Linked DNA regions of Sus scrofa: region 2 is linked to region 1. A link is a contact called in public HiChIP or PLAC-seq data. All regions are on one chromosome and are shown on one strand. The core of a region is the stretch at or near the end of the contact, and the rest is flanking DNA. Distances in the headings are between cores, read along the strand shown.

Region 1 (6,052 bases), core at 2,966-5,465:
ATTTTCCTGGAAAGATGAAATTACATTCTCCATCATTTTAAAGTCCATCCTCCACTGGAATGCCTACTTCACAGTTACTGGAAGAATCAAATGTGATAAGGTACCAAATGAGTGTTGAAAAGGAAATGCTAAACAGACATAAGATATTACTGGCGCTTCTAATGATTCTTTCAAAATTGATGACTGGCAGATGTCACTGACTCTAAATATACCCCCAAATACATGGTAACCCAAGTGGTCGGTCTGCCAAACTTTTCCATTCCCCAAACATTCTGGATCAAACAGAATTGAACTGAAAATACGTACACTGACTATGACTATACTGCTATGTTTGCTTCCTTCTCAGCAATGTATTCCTGTTAGAAGACACAAGCTAACAAAGGCAACCAGCCTGAGGATTTTTAATGAACTTCCCTTTTCCCAAGCATATTAACCAAAGATATCAGAAGAGGCAAGACAGTCTCACTAAACCAGAGCAATGATTTACTCATTAAAGTCCTTGATTGGAACCAGCCTTCTACAAGCCGGTTCCTAGACCATCTACGTCTTGTCTTTATCCGCCCAGAGTGCCTAGCAGGTGAGGTCCCACCAACAAGCACTCAGTAAATGCACCTGGAAGAAAAGATGGACGAACAGAAGAGATCAGGGCATCTGAAAAACGTCACCTGCTCATCAGTCGCTGCTCTGAAATGATAGTGGGTCTTCACGCTTTCTATATTTGTTTTCCAGTCTTTCACGTTTTCTCAATTGTTTCATCACCTAAATACAAATTTCTTCGCCCAATCTTTGCTTAATTATGCACAGGGCACAATATGGCATTCATTGAATGCGAGTCTTTTAAAGAGACTGATACTCACTTCTGCTCCATATTTAATGGCAAATCCTTTGACAGCTCTCATTTAGGACAAAGGTAAGGTAAACACTGAATTGGGGGGTTTCTGTTGTTGTCTTAATCTCACTCTTTACTATCTGACCATCGAAATAAGGACACAGGATTTGAAAGACTACCACCACCAATCTCTTTCCCAAATGTTTTCCAGATCTAGCCTTCACAGGAAGAGAGATTTCTCTCTCTTTCTCTAAGGGACCTGCAGGCAGCCAGAAATGCCTTTATATCTTTTCTAACATGAAAGACTATTTAATTAAGGAGGCGAAAAAATTGAGGTTGAGACAAACGAGCTCTTAATAGTTAATTCTAGAGGTCTGTGTTAGCACAATGTGCCACCTCCCTGTACACAAGTGTCTTTCTGGAGCAACTTTTTTGGAGAAGTAATAATCAAAAAGGTCTACATTGCTAAACTGTTGGGCCAAAAAAGAGAAGGGCAATCTCACACTACCACAGGATGCCGGTCCCCTATTGGAGGAACTCCAGGGGACAGGAAAGGGATGAATTCTTTCTCTTGGACACAGAGAGGTAGTTGTAGAAATATCTGCCCTTCGTTGGAGGTTGATGTCTAGAGATCTGACTTTGGAGCACCTCTACACTCCTACTTAAAGGTGCATACCTTTCCCCCAAAACAAGCCTCCAGAGTGGGTAAAATTTATTAGAAGTTCTGGAAAGCTCCAGAACCCAGGACTCTCCACCTGTGCTCAGAGGATCCCCTGGTATTTGCTTTCCATTGAAGGTAGATCCAGTGGTCTCTTGCAAGGGGTTAGTGCACTTCTGTGAATTAATCAAAGGTCTGAGCTGCCCAACCCGTTTTTTAAGACACTCCCAATCCAGGAAAGTGTCCTAGGAGACACTGGTCCGGAGACTTTGTTCTGGCCCCTTTGAGACAGTCAAGGGTTCCTTGCAGCTCTATGTCCCTTTTGCTAAAGACGGCTGCTTTGATCACTGTCAGCATTCTCCATCCAACTGCAGCCTCCGGAGGCAGGAGACAAGTCCAAGACAGAAGGCAGAACTGTCCCTGCCCCAAATCACTCATTTTCCCGCCTCTTCCCGGGAAGCACCCAAATCTCATCCACTCTTCCTTAAAGCTGGCCAGGGAGATTCCACCATCCAGGGACAAGGAGAGATCAGAGAAGGCCCGGCATCTACTCCGCAACTCTGCAAATCTGACATTCAAGGCCGGCGCGCAGGTCCTCGCCCCGCCCCGGCCGGCCCCGGTCCCTGTTTCCAGCTCATTCATTTCGAGCTGGTCCCCCACCTTCCAGCCGCCGCCGCTCTCCAAGCGCTGCTTCCCCCGGGCAGTGTCTGCTGCTCTCAAGGTGCCCGACTGCTTATTGTTTTTAAATCTCAAAAGTAACCTCAAGAGGATTTTTCGTCACTCTTTTTCACACCTCCACCGAACCTTTTTAATTAAAATAAAACAAGCCTTGGTCTCTCGCGTCTTTAAAGGGTTAAGGAGCAAGCTTCGGGAAAGGAAATCAATTCCTCCCCACCATTCCACTTCCAGCAGAGCCATCGTTTTGCCACCATCTCCGAGGCCGGGCGCCGGCGTCTCTCGGTTCTCATCCCGGATAAGGGACCACCACCCCGCACGCACACCTCCCCCTTCCCTGCGAGTAGAGAGAAAAGCCCCCTTACCCTTCCGTGGATGCCATGGCTCGGGGAACGCCCCCTCCTCTTCTGCAAGGTCCGGCTGCGGCGGACGAGGAGCGACCGGGTGCCGGGGGAGCGCACGAGTGTGGCGGAGCGCGGTATTTAAGGGGGAACCTCTCCCCGCCCTTCCACCCGCCTCCTGGGTAAGCCCTTTAGCGCCTCAGGGGGCGCGGGAGGCTCCAGCCGGCGCTAAGCCGCGTCTCCGCTCTCCGCTGCGCGCGTCCTGCGCTCCCTCCGCCGGCTCCGGTAGTGCCTTGCTGGGTGCTTTGCAGGCTCGGAGGGTGGTTTCCCCCAAGAGAGAGGCGCCGCCTCCGGGACTGCGCGCAGGGACGACCTGCCGCCGCTGCCACCTGTGTTTGGTGTGGGGCGCTTCGAGTGGCGGAGCGCGGGCTCGTGGGGGGTGGGAGGGCGGCGAGTGCGGTAGGTGTGCAAGGGAACGTGTGTGTGCGTGCGTGCGTGCGCGCGTGTGCGGTGGGTGTGAACGCCGGGGGAGGCGGTGGAGGTCGCTGCGCCCTGGCTCAGCGCCGGCCGGGGAGGGGTTGCAAGGTTTAGCCCCGCTGGAGCTGGGGATTTGCGGGCGATCCCTCTCTATTTTAGTAGAGAGCTGACATCACCAGCGCCTCTGCTTCGGGAGACTCCTTTAACTGCCGCCCCCTCGCCCCCCAGCTCCAGCCGCGGTCCCTCCTCCGCCATCCCGCCCCCGCCCCCGCCCAGCCTCTCGCCATAAACTAGCCAAATAAGAAGCCCCGCTGGTCTCCTGGGAAGGCCTGGGCCGCCGGTGGCAGGAGCCCAGGATCTAAGGAGTCGCTATTGTTTCCTCTCAAGCCCGCGTGGCCCGGGGTCACCCGGCTGTGGGTAAAACGCAAGCCAAGGCGTGAAGACCTGGGATGCCCCTCCGTCCCCGCCTCCCTCGAGCAGCCCCCAGCGCTACGCCTCACTCCTTGGCACACTTGCTCAGACTCACATTACTCCCAAGCTCATCCTCACAGGCTGCACACCCGCCCCAACTTCCCACGTCCTGGGTACCAGGCCCCGCGGAACCCGAGCGGCCGAAGCTTTTGAGTAGCGCGGCCACAACACAGCCCAGCCGGGCGCCCTCCCCCACCGCGGCCCGAATAAATCTCTGGCCTTCAATTATGCATGGGGATTAATATTAATGCAGTTCCCTAGGGGCCGCTGGCGGGGTGCTGGGGAGGCCGCAGTTTTTTTTTTTTTAAGCCGAGGGAGGTCGGCCTCGGGGGCGCTGGCGGAGAAGGCGCGGAGCGATGGCGAGGCAAGCGGAGAGGAAGGGTTTCCACCCACTCGGCTCCGTTTGCCGTCGGCTTCTGTGCCCCGGGGGCGGCGCGCGGAGACAGATGGGCTCGGTCAAGGGAGGATTGGAGCTTCCCCGCCGGCTTTGCATAATAATGACGAAATCCGTGCAGGTTTTATTATCTCTGGGACAAGGCGGACACCTCCAGCTCCACCACTTCCCCACGCTGCGACCTACGGGGAGAGAAAGACTCACTTTCCTCGTCTGGAAAATGGGGCCAAATTAACCCCCTTTGCTGGGCCGAAGTGAAAATTAAAAGGGCTCTCTCTTGAGAGAAAGAGATCTGCAAAGTGTCAGCGCGCCGATGTCAGTGCGGCAAGCCAGTCCCTTAGAACCTGCGGGGCTCCTCTGGGCAGGGTCTGAGATACGGGTATCGTCCTCCGTCGCCGCCTCCCTAGTCTTATTCCCAGAAAGAGGCGCTTTCCAGCTCTGAGGCTTTTTCGAAGACCGAATGCAGCAGCGGGCCACGTAGAAGCTCGCGGAGTTTATCCTGGGGACTGTGCCAGGGAAGCCCGAGTCCCAGCAGGGCGCGCGCGGCTTCGTGGTGAAGTGCCGACTGCTGCTATCCGAAAGCCTTAGTTCTTCACCTTCCCCTGGAGTAATCCGGGAGGAAATTCCTCAATTTCTTTTCATCCCATCTGCAAAATGGGAGTACCGTTCCCAACCTCTCAGTGCTGAAAAAAAGAAATGAAATGTAAAAGGTACGCAAATCTCTTCCACTAGAGGCTGGCACCCGGTAAATGGCTATGTTTGGGAACCTTGACATCCCATCCAATGCTTTCGAAACATTTGCATTCAGCTGCCCTTAAAGAGGCGGCCTGTTAAATTATGTGGAATATGCCACAGATAATTCTGGATAATAATCATTAGCTAGAAGGAACCGATTTCTTTTTCCTCGCTCCAGAGGGTCTTCATTTTTCAAGCAAATTGGAGCAGTGCTTTTCAGTACTAACTGCACATTAAAATATAATGAGAAAGTTTCTTTCAAAACAATAATGCCCAGGCCACCTTCCCAGATCTGGGTTCCGTCCGTCTGGAGCAGGGCTCTGACTCAGGGTTTGTATTTTTTGTTTGTTTGTTTTTCACTTCCCCATGTGATTTTTATCCTGCTGTGCAGCCAGCATCAGGAAGCACAGGAGGAGAAATGGTTCAGAAACACAGCCTCCAAGAGTAGTTGAAGCAAACTGGTGTGTTTAGCCTTTGGAAAGACAAAAGGAAGATACAGCTGGGATTCAGTCTCTAGCCTGGGAAATTCCATATGCCATGGGTGCAGCCATAAAAAAAAATACAGTAAAAAATAAATAAAAATTAAATAATGCCACCTCATGGTTGCTGTGAAGTTAAATAAGATAGCTAATGTGTAGGAAGGGCTTAGTTCTGAGCCTCGCACATCTTGGGTGCTCAATAAAGGGTCATCCTAGACATGTGGGAGCAGCACCATCCACCCCATTTAATTTCCCACTGAGCCCACATGAAAATCTAGCCTCCCCTAAAGCTGCCTAGAGGATGACCCCCTTAATTCTTCTCCGTCTTCACCACAAACTACAAATCTCCCAGCCCACATTAAGTCAATAAAGCTCTGGTATGAGGACAGAATGAAGTCAACCCCACAAGTCAGCAGGAACATTTTGGAATTTCCTAGTATCTCTCAGTGTCCTCCAGGGATTCTGTGATTATGGCTAAAGCAGAAGGAATGGGATGCTCTGACATTTGCATATAGATTTACCTTTCTTAAGTCTCACTCACAGGATCTCAAACTTAGGATGAATAAAAACTACTCTGCAGGACTAAATGCAAAGAAATAAACTGTATCATACCTTGCTAGGTGACTTGGGGGTGTTCAAAGTTCATTTTTACTCTGAGGGATTTTTTTCCTTTTTGCTTTATTGATTGTTGACTTAAGGACTAATCCAAGCTCTGAGAAGTGGTTTACCACAGCTGAATCAAGGTAATGTTTCAGCTAGGACCTCTGGTAGTTATTATATTACCCTAACATTTCCTGGGTTCTTACTCCATGTTCAAAGTACCTTAATACATGTGTGTGTGTATATATATACACACACACATATACATGTCCTCGTTTGATTTTTTTTTTTTTTTGTCTTTTTGCATTTTCTAGGGCCGCTCCCACGGCATATGGAGATTCCCAGGCTAGGGGTCGAATCGGAGCTACAGCTGCCGGCCTACACCAGAGCCAC
Region 2 (5,790 bases), core at 1,898-4,397, 280 kb before region 1:
TGGTGCTCAGATGTTTCAGGAGAGAGTCCTCTTGGTCAGAGACAGCAGCATGACCAATTCTGCTGCTATAGGCAGCATTTTTCTTTTTCTTTTCTTTCTTTTTTTATTTTTATTTATTTATTTATTTTATTTTTAGGGCTGCACCCAAGGCATATGGAGGTCCCCAGGCTAGGGGTCAAATCAGAGCTACAGCTGCCATGCTGGCCTACACCACAGCCACAACAACACCGGATCTGAGCTGGGTCTGCGACCTAATAGCTCATGGCAACGCCAGGTCCTTAACCCACTGAGCAAGGCCAGTGATTGAACCCACATCTTCATGGATCCTAGTTGGGTTCATTAACTGCTGAGCCACGAAGGGAACTCCCAGGCAGCATTTTTCAACGTGCCTGCTGGGCAGGTGGGGCTCAGAGGCACCCTCTTCCTTTCAGATGGGCCACCCTATGAGTGGTTTGAGTGTTTGGGGAGTAGTAGGTCCAGTGATTTTTCGGCCCCCAAACCTTCTCCCTGAGAATGCAAGAGGAGTAGCCTGTAGTCAAGGAGGCTCTCCCCAGCTCAAAACCTTACCCTGAACTAGATAGTGTTTATTAGCTAGATGTTTGCTTTTTTTTTGCTTTTTAGGGCTGCACCTGTGGCATATGGAAGTTCCCAGACTAGGGGTCCAATTGGAGCTATGGCTGCCAGCCTGTCAGGGCCACAGCAAGGCAGGATCCGAGCTGCCTCCGTGACCTACACCACAGCTCATGGCAATGCTGGATCCTTAACCCACTGAGTGAGGCCAGGGATCGAACCCACAACCTCATGGTTCCCAGTCGGATTCGTTTCTGCTGTGCCAGGAAGGGAACACCCCCCCCCCCCATAGATTCTTACGTTGAAATCTTAACCCCAGTGTGATGGTATTAGGAGGTGGGGCCTTTAAGAGGTAATTAGGTCATATGGGTGGAGCCCTCATGAATGGGATTAGTGCCTTTATAAGAAGAGACACACAAAAGAGCTTGTCCTCCTCAAGCTCCCTCTCTCTCTGCCCCCACCCCCCGCCCCCCTGCGAGGCTAGGAGAAAACTGACAAGATGACCGCCTGCAAACCAGAGTGTTCTCACCAGAACTGTACCATCCTGGCACCCTGATCTTGGACTTCTCAGCCTCCAGAACTGTGAGAAATAAATTTCTGTTCTTTAAGCCACCTAATCTATAGTATTTTGTTACGGCAGCCTGAACTAAAACAGTGCTTGCTGATGGCTGCGTAATTTTGTGCCTGTACTAAACGCTACCTAATGACTAGCATGTCAAATTTCATGTTATGTCTATTTTAGTACAACAATAATAATAAGCTTATATTAGCTCCCTATTTCTTAGGAATCAAGCTCGATCTTCCCAGTAAAACTTAGAAATGGCTCACCCCACTAATTCTCATGTCTTGCTGGCCCCCCTCAACCTCTTCCTCTGATCAAATGTTCAAGTCATTCCAAACTGCTCTCCACAATCAAAAGGTAATTACTTTCCCTCAGAAATTCTGGCACAGCTCCTTCAGGGTCTTTTTTGTCAGAATCACTGGTAACCACTGTCATTTTCTGTATGTCTCACCAGGCAAGAATTCCATTAAGATTTACTTTCAGTAGTCCACATGAGCAACAAATACTGCTTCTGCATTTCACATATTAAATCACAGTATATTACGGATAGATATGACAGTGTGATATAAGGTAGGGTTTATGCCTCCCCTGAAGAATATGACAATTTCCTCCTCCTTTCGAGATTTGTTGGGTAGCCTAGATGGAGGAAAGTGGATTAACCCTTGCATAGATAGGAATATACATGGCAGCAAGAAAGAAGGGATAGACGCATGGGTGGGTGAGAGGGTGGATAAAATGGTGAATGGATATGTGGAGGATGGATGGGTGGATGGGCGAATAATGGATGGATACATGTATGATGAGATATACGGGTGGATGGAAGGAGACGAGGACAGTGTATAGATGGATGTGGATTTACAAAGAAATATGAGGAGTTCCCGTAGTGGTGCAGTGGTTAAAGAATCCGACTAGGAACCATAAGGTTGCAGGTTCGGTCCCTGCCCTTGCTCAGTGGGTTAACGATCCGGCGTTGCCGTGAGCTGTGGTGTAGGTCGCAGACGCGGCTCAGATCCTGCGTTGCTGTGGCTGTGGTGTAGGCCGGTGGCTACAGCTCTGATTGGACCCCTAGCCTGGGAACCTCCATATGCCGCGGGAGTGGCTCAAGAAATAGCAAAAAGACAAAAAAAAAAAAAAAAAAAAACAAAAAAAAAAAACAAAGAAATATGAAAAGATTAAGGACAGCTGGATGAGAAGCTGGATGAGAGGGTGGTTGGAAGGATATGTGGTTAGATAAATGCATGGAAAGAAGGATGGATGGCTGTGAGTGTCTACTGGATGGACAGATGCACGAGCCCTGGAGGGAGGTAAGGTAAGATGGGTAGAGAGATGAATCAGTGGATGGAAGGATACTTGGGAGGATGAATGAGTGTGTGAGTGAGTGCGTGGATGAATGGGTGGATGGTTCCAGGTGCCAGCCTGAGGCTGGATGATAACAGGTGGGTCAGTGGCTGGTTATCATTAGCCTTCTCTGAGTGGTCCTGATAAGAATCAAAAATCCACCTGAGGCTGTGAACTTCCTTCTCCTTCGAGGGAAGAAGAATGTGCACTTCCTCTCTTCCCTGGGAAGAATCACAAGCTCCCCATCATGGGCAGGGAAGCACCACTCTCCAGGGCAGGACCTGGCTCTGTCCCAGCTCTTCTCCCAGAATATCCAGCTGCCTCTGAAAACCCAGGGAGAAGAGCTCCCCAGCCAGATGCAAAGAGAAACAGTAAAGAGGAGAAGCCAGAGGCTGATCCCAAAGGGCTGAAGTTTTACGACTCAGTCATTCCCTGCTGCGTCCAAAGGCTGGGCTCCCAGTCGCCTCTGGAGCGGAAAGCCGGTGCCTCCCGGTACGATGGAACCCCGCGGCCCCCCGGGGCACCCGCTTTGGCACCCGGTGTTACCATCTCCGTGGAGAAGGGGGCGGGGGCAGCGAGGCCAGCGCCAAGGAGAGCCGGTACGTCTTTAAACTTCTGCCGGCTGCTTAGTCACAGCCCCCTCGCTTGGGTGTGTCCTCCGCTCGCTCCCTCCCTCTTAGGTCACTCACTCAACCCTCGAATAAAAACTGCACCCAACTTCCCAGGCGCCCTCACTGCCAGCCGGACCCCAGCCTCGGACAGGTTCTGGCGCCCTGCTCGTCCAGTGCTCTGCCGGCCCCCGCCCAGCGCCCCGGCCCTTCCATGTCACCCGCTCACTCTCTCCGTCGTTCCGACGCCATGGACACCTTTTGGTGGCGCGCAGCTTGGGGACTCTGCCTCGTGCAGCTGAGCCTGGCGCAGATCGGTGAGTGCCTGCCGAGGCGGTGGGAGGGAGTGACAGGAGTGGCCGGGACCCGCCGGCAGTCGCGCGGGTTGAGTTGGCCCTGGGGCACCTGAGTCAAGTGGGCGGCGAGCGGCTGGGATTTGGGGAAGGAGAGCCGGGCACGGATTTGCGCTAAGCTGGTGGAGAGCCTGTTGGTGGAAAGCACCGTTTTGTTGAAAAGAGAAAGAACGAAGAAAAGTTTGCTGGGCAGGCTGCCGGCGGTGGCGCGCAGTTTTGGGTGAGGTTGTTGGAGCCCTAGAAGCACAAGGCAGAAAGTAACTGTATTCCTGGGCGCGCACAGCCCGCGCGTCTGGACTAACAGGCTCTGGTGCCCAAGGGCGCTGGAAGCCCGGCTGGGCTGTGGCCGGGCAGAGCTGGGCAGGGCAGGGACAGGGGCTAGGGCAGAGGCAGGGCTGTTGGCGAGGTGGCCATAGAGGTGGGCACAGTGGCTATGTGTGAGGGCTGGTGGCCATGAGCTTTCTAGAAAGGGGTCCTGGGTTCCAAGGCTCTTACAGTTGGCTCCAGTCACTAAGGATCTTAACACTGTGGGAACCTGAACCAGCACTGTGGCAAGGTTCTGGGTCTCCACGAGGTGCCAGCCTGGGTCAGGGAGTGTGAATAGGAGAGGCACTGACTGGGCCAGCTGCTAGGTCCTGGCAACCTCCTGCTTCTGCCGATCAGTTAGGGGAAATCCAGCCAGCAGCGATGTGGCTCGTATTCCCTGCCTGGCAGCCTCTAGGCAGGATGGGGGAACCTGGGCACCAGGGTGGCATCAGGAATCCTGGATCTGGGGCTGCCAATATCCCATCCCAATAGGCTCCATGCCCTTCAGTGGCTGTTGGGGGGAGAGGCTGTGTGTGATGTATTGGTGAGGCTGAACTCCAAGCATTCCTTTCTTTTGTCTATAGAGGTACAGATAATTACATGGCTGATTTGGTTATCGCTAGAAAAATTAATTATTTTTCTTTTAAGAAGTGCCAGCTGGGTCATTAGAACAGCTCAACCTATGGTTAATTCCACTCAGCAAGTGTTTATTAAACACAACCCTGGGAGTACCAAGAAAGTAAAAGACACAATCCTAGTTGGGTGCATTAGAAGGACATGTGGGGATCTAAGATGTAGATTCCTCAAACAGAACAAAAGTAATCACCGATCATAATAATTAATATTAATAGGGATGACTGCACTAGCTACTATTTCTTATGCACTTTTGCTGTGCCAGGCACTGTGCTGAATTCTTGACTTGGGTTATCTCATTTCACCCTTGTGATGGCCCAGTGTGGTGTTGTTAGCCTTTTTTTTTTTTTTTTTTTTTTTTTTACAGGAGGGAAACACAGTGAAGCTCAGAGAGGTTAAGTGACTTGCTGATGTTCACACAGCCAGAAGGATGGGTGGTCGTGTGAACCAGACCCCTGAGCCTATTGCTTAATCAGAATATGTTAGGCTGGGTGTGTGGCATAGACAGACTCTCAGAAAAGATTTTATGGAAGGTGGGGTCGTGGTGGACCAGAGCCCTTAGAGGAGGCTTTCAAAGGCAAGGAACTAGACCTCCAAGGAGCCGTGGAAAGGCAGAAATGCTGGGGCGGGGAGAGAAGAGGGGAAGATTCCAGGGGGAGCCCTGAGCCTGGTCTCAGTGAAGAGGAACCAGGTTGGTGTCTCTGTGACCTCTAAGGAAGTTTATTTGTACATTATGTTCCTGTGTCATCTTCTGCTTTGTTTCTGAGAATTCTGACTCCTGACTCCCTCCATCCTGTAGCCCTGATTCTTCTTAAGGGCCCCATCCCCCAATATTCAGCACTGTCTTGACCCTTGAAGTTCCTCCCCAGACCAGCAGGCTCTCCTGCCCGGAGTTTTTGTGGTCCCTTTGGGCAGCATCATTTGGAGGAAGCGCCCAAAAGTGCCTGTAGCAATAACTGCTGGGGCCCAGGCTTTCATGTGCTTGTAAAGTTGTTTGAAAGGAACTGAGACTTGGAAAGGAGACGTGACTTAACAGCAGGCTTGGGCTGGGCAGGCAGAGAAGGGAAGGAGAAAGAGGAGGCGGGGAGGTTCTGCTGTTGCCCCGCTGCTAGTGGAGGCAGTGGGCTCTGGAGGACAGTGAGGAAACTGTGGGAAGGGGCGAGGCTTCGGGAAGGAAGAAAGCTCCCATCTCCCTACTGGAGAGCAAGAAGTGGCGATGTGGCCGAATGCACTCAAGCAGCATTGGACCCAGACTCTTTAAGCTGGAGAATAGATCTCTTGAACTGGGTGTCACAGTGGGAGGAATAAAGTAGCCCTGGGTGGCGGGCATTGGGGGGAGCCCTCGTCCCTCTCCTTCTCCTCTCCTCTGTGGGTGAGAGGTCATTGCTAAGGAATTTCACTCCTGGTGTTTAGAAAGAGG

What was found. HiChIP or PLAC-seq counts read pairs in DNA pulled down with a chosen protein or histone mark.
Region 2: a contact with region 1 is called in an H3K27ac HiChIP or PLAC-seq map of alveolar macrophages. The contact joins the promoter of CD44 here to the promoter of SLC1A2 in region 1. A contact is called at or near these places in 1 of 47 Hi-C or Micro-C datasets (skeletal muscle) and 1 of 2 datasets of contacts at active chromatin or transcription factors (alveolar macrophages).

The regions. Positions count from the first base shown.
Region 1 is chr2:25,602,055-25,608,106 of Sscrofa11.1, reverse strand. It overlaps SLC1A2 (excitatory amino acid transporter 2), which reads right to left and starts at 4,215. Exons shown (of 11, transcript XM_003480708.4): 1 at 2,528-4,215. The coding sequence starts at 2,544.
Region 2 is chr2:25,881,566-25,887,355 of Sscrofa11.1, reverse strand. CD44 (CD44 antigen) reads left to right here and starts at 3,147. Exons shown (of 14, transcript XM_013994425.2): 1 at 3,147-3,395. The coding sequence starts at 3,293.